Regions from separate parts of the Ctenopharyngodon idella genome. Here region 1 is linked to region 2. The links are chromatin contacts, called in public Hi-C maps. All regions are on one chromosome and are shown on one strand. The core of a region is the stretch at or near the end of the contact, and the rest is flanking DNA. Distances in the headings are between cores, read along the strand shown.

Evidence for each region. A called contact is a pair of places that touch in the nucleus more often than the background predicts.
Region 1: a Hi-C map of muscle shows a contact between it and region 2, with 4 times the contacts expected there. The contact joins the promoter of si:dkey-16j16.4 here to the promoter of fosl2 in region 2. A contact is called at or near these places in 2 of 2 Hi-C or Micro-C datasets (both in muscle).

Annotation. Positions count from the first base shown.
Region 1 is chr17:12,761,841-12,767,722 of HZGC01, forward strand. It overlaps si:dkey-16j16.4, which reads left to right and starts at 2,809. Exons shown (of 6, transcript XM_051869331.1): 1 at 2,809-2,952; 2 at 3,202-3,426. The coding sequence starts at 3,358.
Region 2 is chr17:12,601,933-12,608,293 of HZGC01, forward strand. fosl2 (FOS like 2, AP-1 transcription factor subunit) reads right to left here and starts at 4,413. Exons shown (of 5, transcript XM_051869326.1): 1 at 4,234-4,413; 2 at 3,781-3,994; 3 at 173-427; 4 at 1-58. The coding sequence starts at 3,882. LOC127499163 (a long non-coding RNA gene) reads left to right here and starts at 4,570. Exons shown (of 3, transcript XR_007926062.1): 1 at 4,570-5,337.

The sequences.
Region 1 (5,882 bases), core at 1,559-4,058, 160 kb after region 2:
CAGGCCTACAGTATCTTTTATAAAGTGACTCATCTCTGCGTAATATTCACACATTTGCTTGTGTTATTTTGAAAAGAAGCACAGATAGGTGCTATGAAGTTCTTGTTTGGTACAGATATGCTTCCTGTGTTCTCTAAACATCTCTCCAGGACCAGCATTCTTAGCCGTGGTAGTTTTATGTAACTCTGTCCTTTTTTAGAGTGCTTGGGGAAGAAAATAGCCATCTGGCATTCTAAAAGCGGACTCTTGGACGCACAGTGCCCACGCTTTCCGCCAGTGGGTCAGTGGGTGAGAGAGGGAGGGAGACCACAGGGGAGGAAGAGATGGGCTGAACTGGTCCAGAGAGCGGTGGGCGGTGTGGGCTGCGCGCACCTGGAAAGTCAGTGTCGTTCAGGACAAGTAGGCTGAGAGCGTTTGTGTACTGCAACAAGGGTGTGAAGGTCACAACGCTCCGCATGTCATCAGTTTGTTTTTAGTTCTGTTTGGCACAAAGGGAGCCTAAGAAACACACTGACGTGGATGCAACAGATTTGTTTGATGTTGTTGCCATTTATTGGGCATGATGACTAATGAGCAGGCTAAAAGTGAAATGTTCTCATCACATGTGAGATTTATTATTTTTCCTTAAATCACACAAATACAGTATATATGTGTGTACATTGTTAATTTGTGTTCATTCATAACTCATAAATTAACTGATGTACTTGAAATGTTAGTGATGTGTACACATTAACATTGACATACGTTTTTTATTTATTGTTAGTTCATGATACAAACCTAAAACATTAATTAACATTAACAAATATTTCTCCAGAGCTGCTTTATAACTGAACTGAACTCATTTCATAATTGACGAACTTTACACACTTCAGCAAAATAATGACACTTTTGTCTTTTTAGAGCTGCTTTTCAGCATTGAATTGAGTTTGCATATTTGATCATTACTTTCCGGTTAATCACTGTTTCAAAGCAGTTTCACAATCTGTATTGCATGAAGAGCTATACAAATAAAGGTAACTTGACTTAAACAAAGGTCATAATATACTTAACGTTATTCTTAAAGGGTTAGTTCACTCAAAAATGAAAATAATGTCATTAATTACTCACCCTCATGTCGTTCCACACCCGTAAGACCTTCATTCATCTTCGGAACACAAATTAAGATATTTTGATTAAATCCGATGGCTCAGTGAGGCCTGCATTCAAAGCAATGACATTTCCTCTCTCAAGATCCATAAAGGTACTAAAAACATTCACAAAGCTCCGAAGCAGTGTTTTGAAATCGGCCCATCACTATATTGTTGAAAAGTTGTTATTTTGTGCGCACAAAAATATTCTCGTCGCTTTATAATATTAAGGTAGATCTACTGAACTCGCATGAACTGTTTTAAATATGTTTTTAGTACCTTTATGGATCTTGAGAGAGGAAATGTCATTGCTGTGAATGGTCTTACGGGTGTGGAACGACATGAGGGTGAGTAATAAATGACACTGTTTTCATTTTTGGGTGAACTAACCCTTTAACAAAAAGCAAATTATTTGTTGAATGTTTATACATACATACATACACACGCACAACAGATAATGTTTACTGTCTTTCTATATACATACATACATAGCTAGCTATACATACATGCATACATATGCAGATGTACTTCCTGTTATTCTTGCTGGAGCTCTTCATCAGTGGTCGGTCATACAGCGCCTCCTATTGACAAACTGCGGAATTGATATCATTATAATACTTTTTTTTTCTTTAAATACATTTTTAAAAGAGTGTTTACTTCTACCAGAGTTCATTTGGAGTTTAACACCATTTTAATGCAAATAAAAAAGAGTTCATGCCAGTGTCCTGTTTTCACTGGACAGATCCTTGTCAAATCTCCCATCGTTCCTCTATCTATTCCCCTAATGGAACATACAAATTCTAGGTCTGAACAAGTCAAATGCAAAACTTCATGGCCATACTAACTCAAAATATGCATTTCAAATGATGTCAAATAGAGTTTAAACTGCTTCATCTGTTATGTATTAAGTTTAAGATTAAGCAATAGTCCTATTGACTAACATGACAAAAAGCCACGGGCAACACATTCATTTTTAAAAAGACAGTGCCCTCTAGTGGTCATATTTTGTTCCTACATTTCCCTCTTCTTCATGAGGAACTGTCACATGAGAATTGAAACCAATGACAAAAAGTACATAAAAGGCAATAAAAAAGATGTTAAGAAAATAATGTCTTAGCGCTATTTTAACACAGTGTGGTTTGCTTGAAGATATGTAATCTAATATCTCATTACACAGACCTATACTTCATTATATATATATATATATATATATATATATATATATATATATATATATATATATATATAAGACAAGGTAAGTGCTAAGACAAAAAATAAAATAAAATAAAATAAAAATACTTTAAAAAAAATATGTATATCACTGTGCAGCATCAACTGAACTTTTAACCTCACCCTCTTCTGTTTTGTCTCTTCAAATGACACTAAATCCATGTGAACTTTAGATTTACTTTGGCTGCTAGCAACACATTAGAACTGCCCCACAAAAAGAAAATTGTTCTTGCAAACTTTGTACAATCGAAATATTAAAAAATAACAATACTGTAGTGCATCTAAAATGAACCTGCAGATTAGGAGTGATCTACTTGTGCCCAAGAAATGGAGCACACTTGACCCAGACCCTGCAAGCTCTTCATATTCCTTTAAGATGTTACTGTTCCGCCTCCTTTTAGAACGCAATGACATCATCGGTTTAAGCAACCAATGAGAGAGAGCGACGAGCATGAGCTAGAGAGAGTAGTATGTGTAGTGCGCATACGTATGTGTGTATGTGTGCGTGTGTGCGTGTATGAGTGCGATTGAGATTCTATGGAGGCTTTTTCTTAATTAGACACACTTCAGCTTCATCGTCCATCTGCCGTTTGGAGTAAGATTAACGTTGATTTTTACCCATGTGGATTTTGAAAACGTTTTGATGACGAATGTCACTGTCGCTTATCAATTCAGCACAATACAGGACTTAGTTATATTTAATTAATTTGCCTTCATCATAGTGATGGATGTTTAGACCAAGTTATGAGACTTAACTTTAAAAACAGATCGGCTCCTTGCTGCACGGAGATCTGCTGTTGTTTTGGCACTGGGAACTCATAATCGTTGTTTATCTGTGTTTCAGCCTGAGTTTGTTTGCATGGAGCTGAACATCTTTGAATACACAAATTGACTGTTCTTAGAAAGAGCTGATCGATCCAATTATGTATCAAATAGATATGAATCTGTAATTTGAAGAAGTGATCTTAAACAAAGCCAAGAACAATCAAAGGAGGGCAGAATGCTGAAGACCCTCACTAAAAAGCTCAGAAGACACTCTCTAAATGAGATCCATCCGTTTCAACTTAAGGTAAGTCAGTTAATAATTATATTAAAAACGTATGTAAGTTGTCTGTAAGGACACTAATACAAAGTACCCTTAACTTAATAACTGGCCACACTTTACAATACGGTGTTACTGTACATAAATAAGCACTGAATAATACTAATGATGTCATGAACTGATTGTAATCACACTATTTATTTTTGTAATAATTTTTAGTAGCACATACATGAACACTGTAATGCAAAGTGTTACTGTAAAGCTTTGTTCCACTTGAATACAGAAGCTTCCTATATATCATATTTATGTCCCAGTGTACTACAGAATGTTTAAGCTCAAGGTGGATTTGTTACAAGGACTAGTTTTAAAACCCACTCATTCAGACTCTTGTGTATATTTACTCAAGTGATCACACACACGTACCCTCGAAACTGGAAGTTCACAAACAACATGAAAAGATGCCCTCAGAGACTATCGGAAAATTGATATGTGAAATAAAATCCTTTATTCGAAGGATAAACTAAAGGACCAGACTTCTGAGTTAAAAGTTTTAGCAGGAGAAATCATGATGGCATCTGGCTTACGCCATCTTGAAGAACAGTCTTAAAGTAATACAACACCTTTCTGGAATCCATAAATACTTGACATACTGAACCCAGTGCTGGCTCTCTGCTGATGCTGCATTGTTATAAAGTCATAAATTGTTCATAAATGCACCACACCAACTTTTATTGAAGGCACTGGCATGTATGCCTCTTGTTTGAGCACATGGTTCCACAAAGATGTCCACTTCTTGGTCCATTCCGTGGGTCACCGCATGGCAGTTTTCAGGTTTTTCCTATTAGACTTTTAGTTGATTGATCTGACCAACTGCTTCTTTCAGTTTCATTATTTCTCATGAGAGTTGTACCCTTAAGCCATATGTTTCCTTCCTGGTGAGTTGTTATCTCCTCAAAGGGAGGTACTGTTTTTGGCAATAACAGAATGGAAAGCTACTTTAAAACCGATGAGTAATGAATGAAATTGAATAGCCTGCTATAAAGGTGTTACCGGCTTGTCTTCGTTATGAGGAAGAAGAGGATGAATATAAGACATATATTTAAGTAGTACACATATAGCATACACAGTATGCACTGTATGTTTCCACATGTCATTTCAAACCTCTGACTGTATGTTAGAATTTTGTTGTTGTTGGTGGTGGTGGTGGTGAACTATCCCTTTAATACATGATTCTGGTCTTATTGTGCAAGATTCATTATCAAGATTCCAAAGAAAAAAATAACTTGCTCTGCTTCTGAAATGATATTCCTTTTGGCTGATGTCAACTAGGCCACGTGGGTTTGGTCTATTTGTTAACGCTGCTAACCAGTTGATAAATAGCTAGTTCACTGTTGTAGGTAATGCAGCCTTTTTCAAAATCTTGCTAATAGTTAACACATTAATTTAATGCTAATTAATGTTAATGTAATAAAGGTTAAGGCAATAACGTGGACAGATTAGAAAAAGAAGAGTTACCATTGGGATACAATGAGATGAGCACTGACTTCAACCCAGTCAAAACCTCCTCATTTCAAAACGCTCTCTGTCCACACTAGCATTTTCAAGCCTTTCCAGAAGTTGCTTTTCCACATTAGGGATGTGGTAGGGATGTTTCCACGATGGGCACCGGGTAGTTATAGGAACTCACTTATAGGAACTAGTCACAAGGGCGGTCCCCAGAGAACTAAATGTTCCCCTAGGGCCATTTTCCTGGTTGCATTCACACCGCCAGTAGGAACTCTGAAGTGACGTAAGCCGTCTGACAGCGACGTCATTTAAGCGCGTCATTCAAAAACGTCAACAACTCCGTAGCGTTGGTCATCTATCGCTGTTTTCCATGTCCATGGAGTTAGCTCGTCGAATAAGTATATGTGAACTGTGTGTGTTTGCACGGCTTTTTAAAATGGCGGGTGCCAGTGTTTCTTACGGCATGCGTTTGGCCAAACAGTGTACACCTACGTCACTGGTAGTTCCTGTTGTGCTGGGTTAGACTCAAATCTGAAGTAGGAGCTAATTTAGTCCCCCCATAAGGCTTTCCTATAACTAAAATCGTTCCTAGTTCCTGCTGCGCGAACACACCAAAATACTTTTCTAATACGCAAATTAGAAAATGTTCCTCTGGTGCAAAGGCCCTATTGAAACTACTGAAAACACTTCAGTCACCTTATTGTGCATGCTCAAAACATAATAAAAGCTCACTGAAATAATAGAGAGAGATCAGACATAATAAATTACTCACACCATTCTTCTGGCACTATTATTTTATTAGCAAAATATTCCACCACTCACTGGTTACATTCAAAATCGCTATTTCAGGTCTAATACGCAATTGTTTTGCTGCAGGACAGCTTTTTTTTTTGTGTCATATTTTTAGGAATGTTATATGAAGACTATACAAAGTAAAATGTATCTTTAATAAGCCTATGAGCATGTATAGCAGTCAC
Region 2 (6,361 bases), core at 3,163-5,662:
TTCTTTCTCGCCTGACTCTCCGTTTTTCTTCTTCCTCTGGGGTGAGCTGCAGATAAAACTATGAGTGAGATTTTACAGTTGTTTGTCAGAAATCATTGTGAAAAATCAATCCTTGCATCTTGGAAAAAATTTTTTGTTTCTGTACCTCAAAGGTGAAAATTGCAACACTAACCTGCTCATCTCGCTTACGTCGACCACGGGCGTCGCCGATGGACCGGATGACCCCGGGCCGTGTGAGAGCTGTGTGGCTGAGGAGGCCCGGGCCGCTAGACACAGACAGGCCGTACGGGTGAGGCCGGGAGTACGGATTAGACATGGATGTGATTACTGTGGGCTGAACCATCCACTGCAAGTCCTGACTGGTCGTTATGGCATTAATTGTTGGAATAAAGGCACTACTAGAACCAGGCATGTCTATTCTGTACTTCTGTGGAGAAAAAAAAAAGAAAAGTATTAAGATTAATTGGAAGAAACTCTGGATTAAGAAGACTCTGACTTTCACCGTACATTAAACACTGTATGATTCATTTTTGGTCTTTGTTACTGCAGTCCCCCGAGCCACCCACTTTTTAGCCATTTTACAAATTCCCATCATCACAGACTAATGAATCATTCCACAAGCTACCTCGCTCCGCGCCCTCTTGACTGCTTGACCCCTTGAGCGACAGGGTGACACACTCACGGTGAATCATGGGAAAGCCCACAACCCTCCCTGACACAAGCCGACCAGGGTTAGATAATAGCCGCTGTGATGCAATGGGCAACAGATTTACCGCTGTGTGGGTATACAACCGATTTTTGTTTTTTTAGAAACAAACTACGTCTTATAAGAAGTGTGTATGACTTCTAAGAAGAACACACTGTTCATAAGACAATTACAATTGACTCAAAATCACGTGTTGTTTGTCTTTAATGCCAACTGCCTTTGAACTTTTGAGGTTGTCTGTAAACTTAGAAATGAAAAATTTGCAAATATTAGATTAAGTTTAATAAAACCTCCGTTTTAAAGTGTATGCTACTGGTAAACTTAACTTTCTTCTTATTTTCTTGCTGTTGGTAAACAGATTTCCATGCAATAATCTAATCACATGCAACAATTTGCACAAGAAAGAGTTTTTTTTTTTACAGTATGTGTGATTTTTTTGTATCATTTTGCTGAATACAATTATACTATACATATAAAAAACTTTACATTTGTTACTGTTATTTATTTTTATTAAATAACATTAACAAGTATTTTAATTGCTAATTAACATTAATTACCATTACTAATACTCAATATAAATAATGCTGGAATGTTTAATATCAATTTAGAAAAGTTTAATATCATGAAACTTTGTTCATATATAGTCATTCTTGATCATATGTGAACTTATGATCTGTAAGAGACTACAGAGTGATAGTTAATGACTTACAAACAAGCATTACCCAAATATTCTTTGGGAAATACAATCAAAATATGTTTTTTTTACATTTGTAATCTGACAAACGCTGAATCAGGTTATGAGACTGCTCTTCTGTTTCACTCAGCCGGGAAGCTGAACTGGGACCCCGCGCCAGCACATTCCATCCACCAAATTCCATTCCATTCACACATTTCTGGTGGGATTTTAACGGGAAACTGACTTCATGTGACGGACAAAGTTTACCGCAAATCATTTGGAGGCGAATGAATTACGGGAAATACCAGCAATCATTATGTGTATGAAAAACAAGCATTATTTTAAAACATAAAAGCTGAGGGTCAATGTTCGTAAGACTCACTTTAGAGTTTTATTTTCACTAAAAGCAACATGTTAGTACAGAATAGTTTTCCACTGTTAAGTATTGCGAAAGACTAACTACCAGGAACTGTTGCGTTTGCTTCCCACTGAATCCATGACGAAAGACCGGGAAGATCAACATAAAAACATATTACTGAATCATTCTCTGTTGTGTTGCGAAATTAGCTTTTCTCTTGAAATGTATACTACCCGAATTCCCTCCACTTGATTTTCCCCCGAAGGTGTCAAAACAAAATGCTGGAATCGAAAGGGGGCAGTTTATTCCACGAGTTCAGTAGCTTAAACAGCAAGACGATGATGTTAGAGAATTTCTGACAGGAGCTGTTAAATGTTCCAGATGTGATTAAAATACCAACGTCTGGGGAACAAGCTGCCAAATTGACCCGGTACACAAGCTCTTATTCATTCGCACTGAGAACCAGTTCGGAAAAAAAAACTGTCTGAAACACTTCATGAAGAAGAGATGCTGGTAGTACTTTACTTGAAACATTATGTAGGCTATAATCCATTTAAACGTAATACTCTTGGTAGCTATAAACATGTAGCTTATTATTATAATACTGTGGTTGACTGTGGTTATCATCATCTACGATAACATACAAATGATTATTAAAGTGAGCTGTGAGACATAAGGATACCATTATTAAGCATCATTTAAATAAAACGTGATAGTGCTTTTTTAACTACTTTTTTTTCTCAGCATGGACCATTTTGCGAGTTTGTCCATGCACAAAGTCGCAATCCCATCACTGAAAAACATGCGTTTTGAAATATAAATATTTAACTAGTAAATTGAATGTTATCAGATAGAAAGACCATGGGGTGCCATTTCATTTAATTCAACATATTAGTTCATAAAAACGTACAAGCCTAAAGTTTGTGTAAAGTGTCTTCATTTTCTAGCTAGGCTGCAAGCTTTCATCCTTTTTTTTTTTTTTTTTTTTTTTTTAAAATACTTTTGCCATGTACGCGAGATCCGAATTAGCTTTCTTTTCTCCATTCTAAACTTTACAGTTCAACTACCGTAAAGACTAAAACAAAAACTGAAAGGTATTTTCAGATAAACAAATGATAACTAAGCATGCTCTGAAGGTTAGTAAAATGCATTCGCTCTGTGGAAGTCCCGGAAGTGTGGCATTCTGTGGCCACTACGTGCGCACTCTCCGTGGGTTTATTTCACATTACGCACACCACCCACGCCACTGCTGCCCTTATCTGACTAGATGCCTAATTCCACGGAAACATAATGTTATGAGTGCCAACATGTGCACTATCTTAACAAAATATAGATTGCAAGAAGAAAAAAAAAAAATCTCTTCTGGGAATCATTTATTAAGCGAGTGAGACGGATTCCTCGGAGAGGATTTTTACGCGTTTTACGCAGATGCGTATAAGCTGTGTCCTCCATGCACTTTCTTTTTTTTTAAATAATGATCAGATACGATTTTAAAACATAGCAATAAAAAGACAGTTATGCATAAAAAATGTGGCAAGCACACAGGTAACCTATACCTACTTATATAGGCTACTTATAGGACACATCGTCCGTCTGTTCCCATATGCAATAATCGAATGTCCAGTTTGCACAACACTTGTATTGCTCTTCAAATCAAGTATACAAAGCCACTGAATGTAGTTCAATTTAAAAAATGAAAACGACGACCAATGACCCTGACTGCAAGTCCTCTATGTATAAAAAGTTTGGTCTCATTTTACATCGCAGTTTTTGTATGACTTTAATATGTGCTAATGTGTTATTATTTTGCGGAGCTGTTTGTAGGCTAATTACATATTGCTATTGATGTTTATAGTAATAAAATGAAGTATGTGTAGGCTAATGTAGTATGAGCACTGTATGTATAAAGTCTCTGAAGAGGATAAGCTAAGTGCACATTGTTACCGGTTAGTTTAGGATTAATTATGATAACATGGTAGGCCTATTTATGCAAACCCGAAGAGCGTAAACATGTAAAGTGTAATCAGGAGACTCGGGCACCTGGTAGTTGGAGGCAGGGATGGGGCTGGTGTCCGGGTGCGCTGGTGAGCTGCTGCTGCCGCGGGAGGACGTGTCGTAAGTCCCGGTGTAATCCTGGTACATGATCCAGGGAAAGAGGAGGAAATTTCAGAAGGTTGATAATGAATTCCCACACGATCAGTGTCTTCAGTGGCAAAAAAGCACTTCCAAGCAAAGCGATTCCTCTATACCTAATCTAAAAATGATATCCAAAATAGGCTACTTTAATGGTCAGTATGTTAAATCCAGGCATATCTTTGTAATATTCTATTATTAGAGAAGTCAGCGATCTCAAATGCTGTAGTCTCTTTAATAGTCCAATAAATTGATGTTTCCGTGTAAAACTAATATCTAATAATCATCGCTACTGAGATGTTCTGCTAGAACCAGATGAAAATGAAAAAAAAAAAAAAAAAAAATCTGTGATGCACCTACTTTTCTTCAGTGAACTCGGTGCTCTTGTAGGTTTAGTCCTGTGCCTATAGCAGTGACTCACGGCAGTGATGAGTGTACCGCTGGACTTTGTTGAACTGATTTTGGCGACTAGGTGAACTTCAGTGCTACTTCTACAGGTCCCGTCGTTAGATGACTCACTTCAATGGCTCTACTCTACTTCGGTGCTCCGCTTATCAACGCCAACCTGCGTCTACGCGTCACAGCCTTCATAAGTCGCACAGCAAAATAGGGGTTTCAACATGTACATTTTGCAGCAATATACCAGACGTTGTTATTCACTGAAGAGTTTATGAAAAAATAGGGGTAAATGTTTAGTTACAAATTATGTACAGCAAAGTATAAATTGTTTAAGGTGTTTTAATTTGTTTTAAACTTGTTTGCTTGTACCGGCCACCCCCATTTCACAGTTGGTTTCGACCATTGACGCATTGTTTCCAAAAATGGGCAGTTGCGTCAGAGCACACGCGCATGGGTTTCCTTGGTAAAGGCACGATTAACGCGTCAGGGATTCCCTCCCCTCTTTCCCCACCTATAACTTGCACTGGGTGGTCTGTGGACACATGCTCTCGGCTCCTAAGATCACGGAACACAGCAAGAGTGTGCAGAGGTGGTCGTGGGTTTAATAGAAAGTAGCCACAAAGCATAGCTTTGCGGTCCGGATGTTGCTCTCTGAACTATAGGCTGTGCGCTTTTTAAATTACTTGAATGTATGTGCAGTTGCTCTTAAATTTCGCGTCTTCACCATGGAGTTTTGGGTTGTTTTTTTTCCCTCTCACTTTTTCGGCAGTTCGAAACAGATTCTTTAATTAATTCAATATATTTTTGTATTTTTCTGTAGGCCTATAACAAATCTTTGTTGCATCATATCTGTTTTTCAACCCATTTATCACACACTTCTCTCTCTCTCTCTCTCTCTCTCTCTCTCTCTCTCTCTCCAGGCGGAATCAAACTCATCATTATAGATCAAAGAACATATCTATCTATAGATGTCGCCAGTGGTACAATAAAGTTTATTGGGGGAGGGGAAGTATCAACAGAACACTTGAGTTTTACAGTCCAAAGTGGGGGTCCAGCTTATTTTGTGTAAGTGATAGATTTTTTTAAATGTATGAATACTTTTTAGTAATAAAATTTTGTGGATTCATAACACTTGGTTGCGATGGCTTGATGGTGGATATAAGTAACTAAAATACAATTTTACAACAGTACCAGTCGCAACCTATTGATAGACCTATTTAGTTTGACATGTCGCCATAATGCAGTGATAAACAGAAAAAGTGGAAATATTTCAACACTTCACTGCAGTAACAATCTGTTTCAGAATGAGTTCATTTATTCCGAGTTGAGTAAAACGTATGAGTGAACATTGGTGCACAGGAAATACCCATAATTAATATATTAGTATAGATGTTAGAATCAACGCTACAACCATAAACGGGTAGGCCATCAGTACTTTTATTAATTACAATAATAATAATAATGATAATAATAATAATAATTATCAAACTACACTACGATAAAACCAAATGCATAGTTAATGCATTTGCATTACACCTAATGCCTTTTGCCTTTATATCTGTCATTGGCTGTCGTATGAGTTTCTGCCATCTGATCTGATAGCTGAGCATTATGGAAAAGAACAAGAACAGGAGTGACGCGCGTTCCCAGTGATCGTGAACGTCACTCGTTGTCTGGCACAGTTCTGATCTCCTCTTAAGCAGGGAAAGAGAATTATAGCTGTTCGCAGGGTAAATTAATGCTGCGATTTCTAGTCATATACTATCGATAACTTTGAAAGAAGAAATCATATTGGTGTGCACATAAGAGAAACTATTATCATGCGATTACTATGTAGCCTACTTACAAAAAGTGGTAGATATCAGATGATATAACCATGGTATTTTGAATGATACACAATACTCCATCGCATATGTCCATAAAACATAGCATTAGTCATAATGAAGACAACACTGATAAATAGATTAGCTCCTTAACCCAGATTTTATATGAGACGCATTCGTGTTAATCTGATAACGTCTCTAGCCAGTGTATGCACGTGCCTATACTGTAATATGGGGTAAATACAACGAAGGCACATGACGGTAAG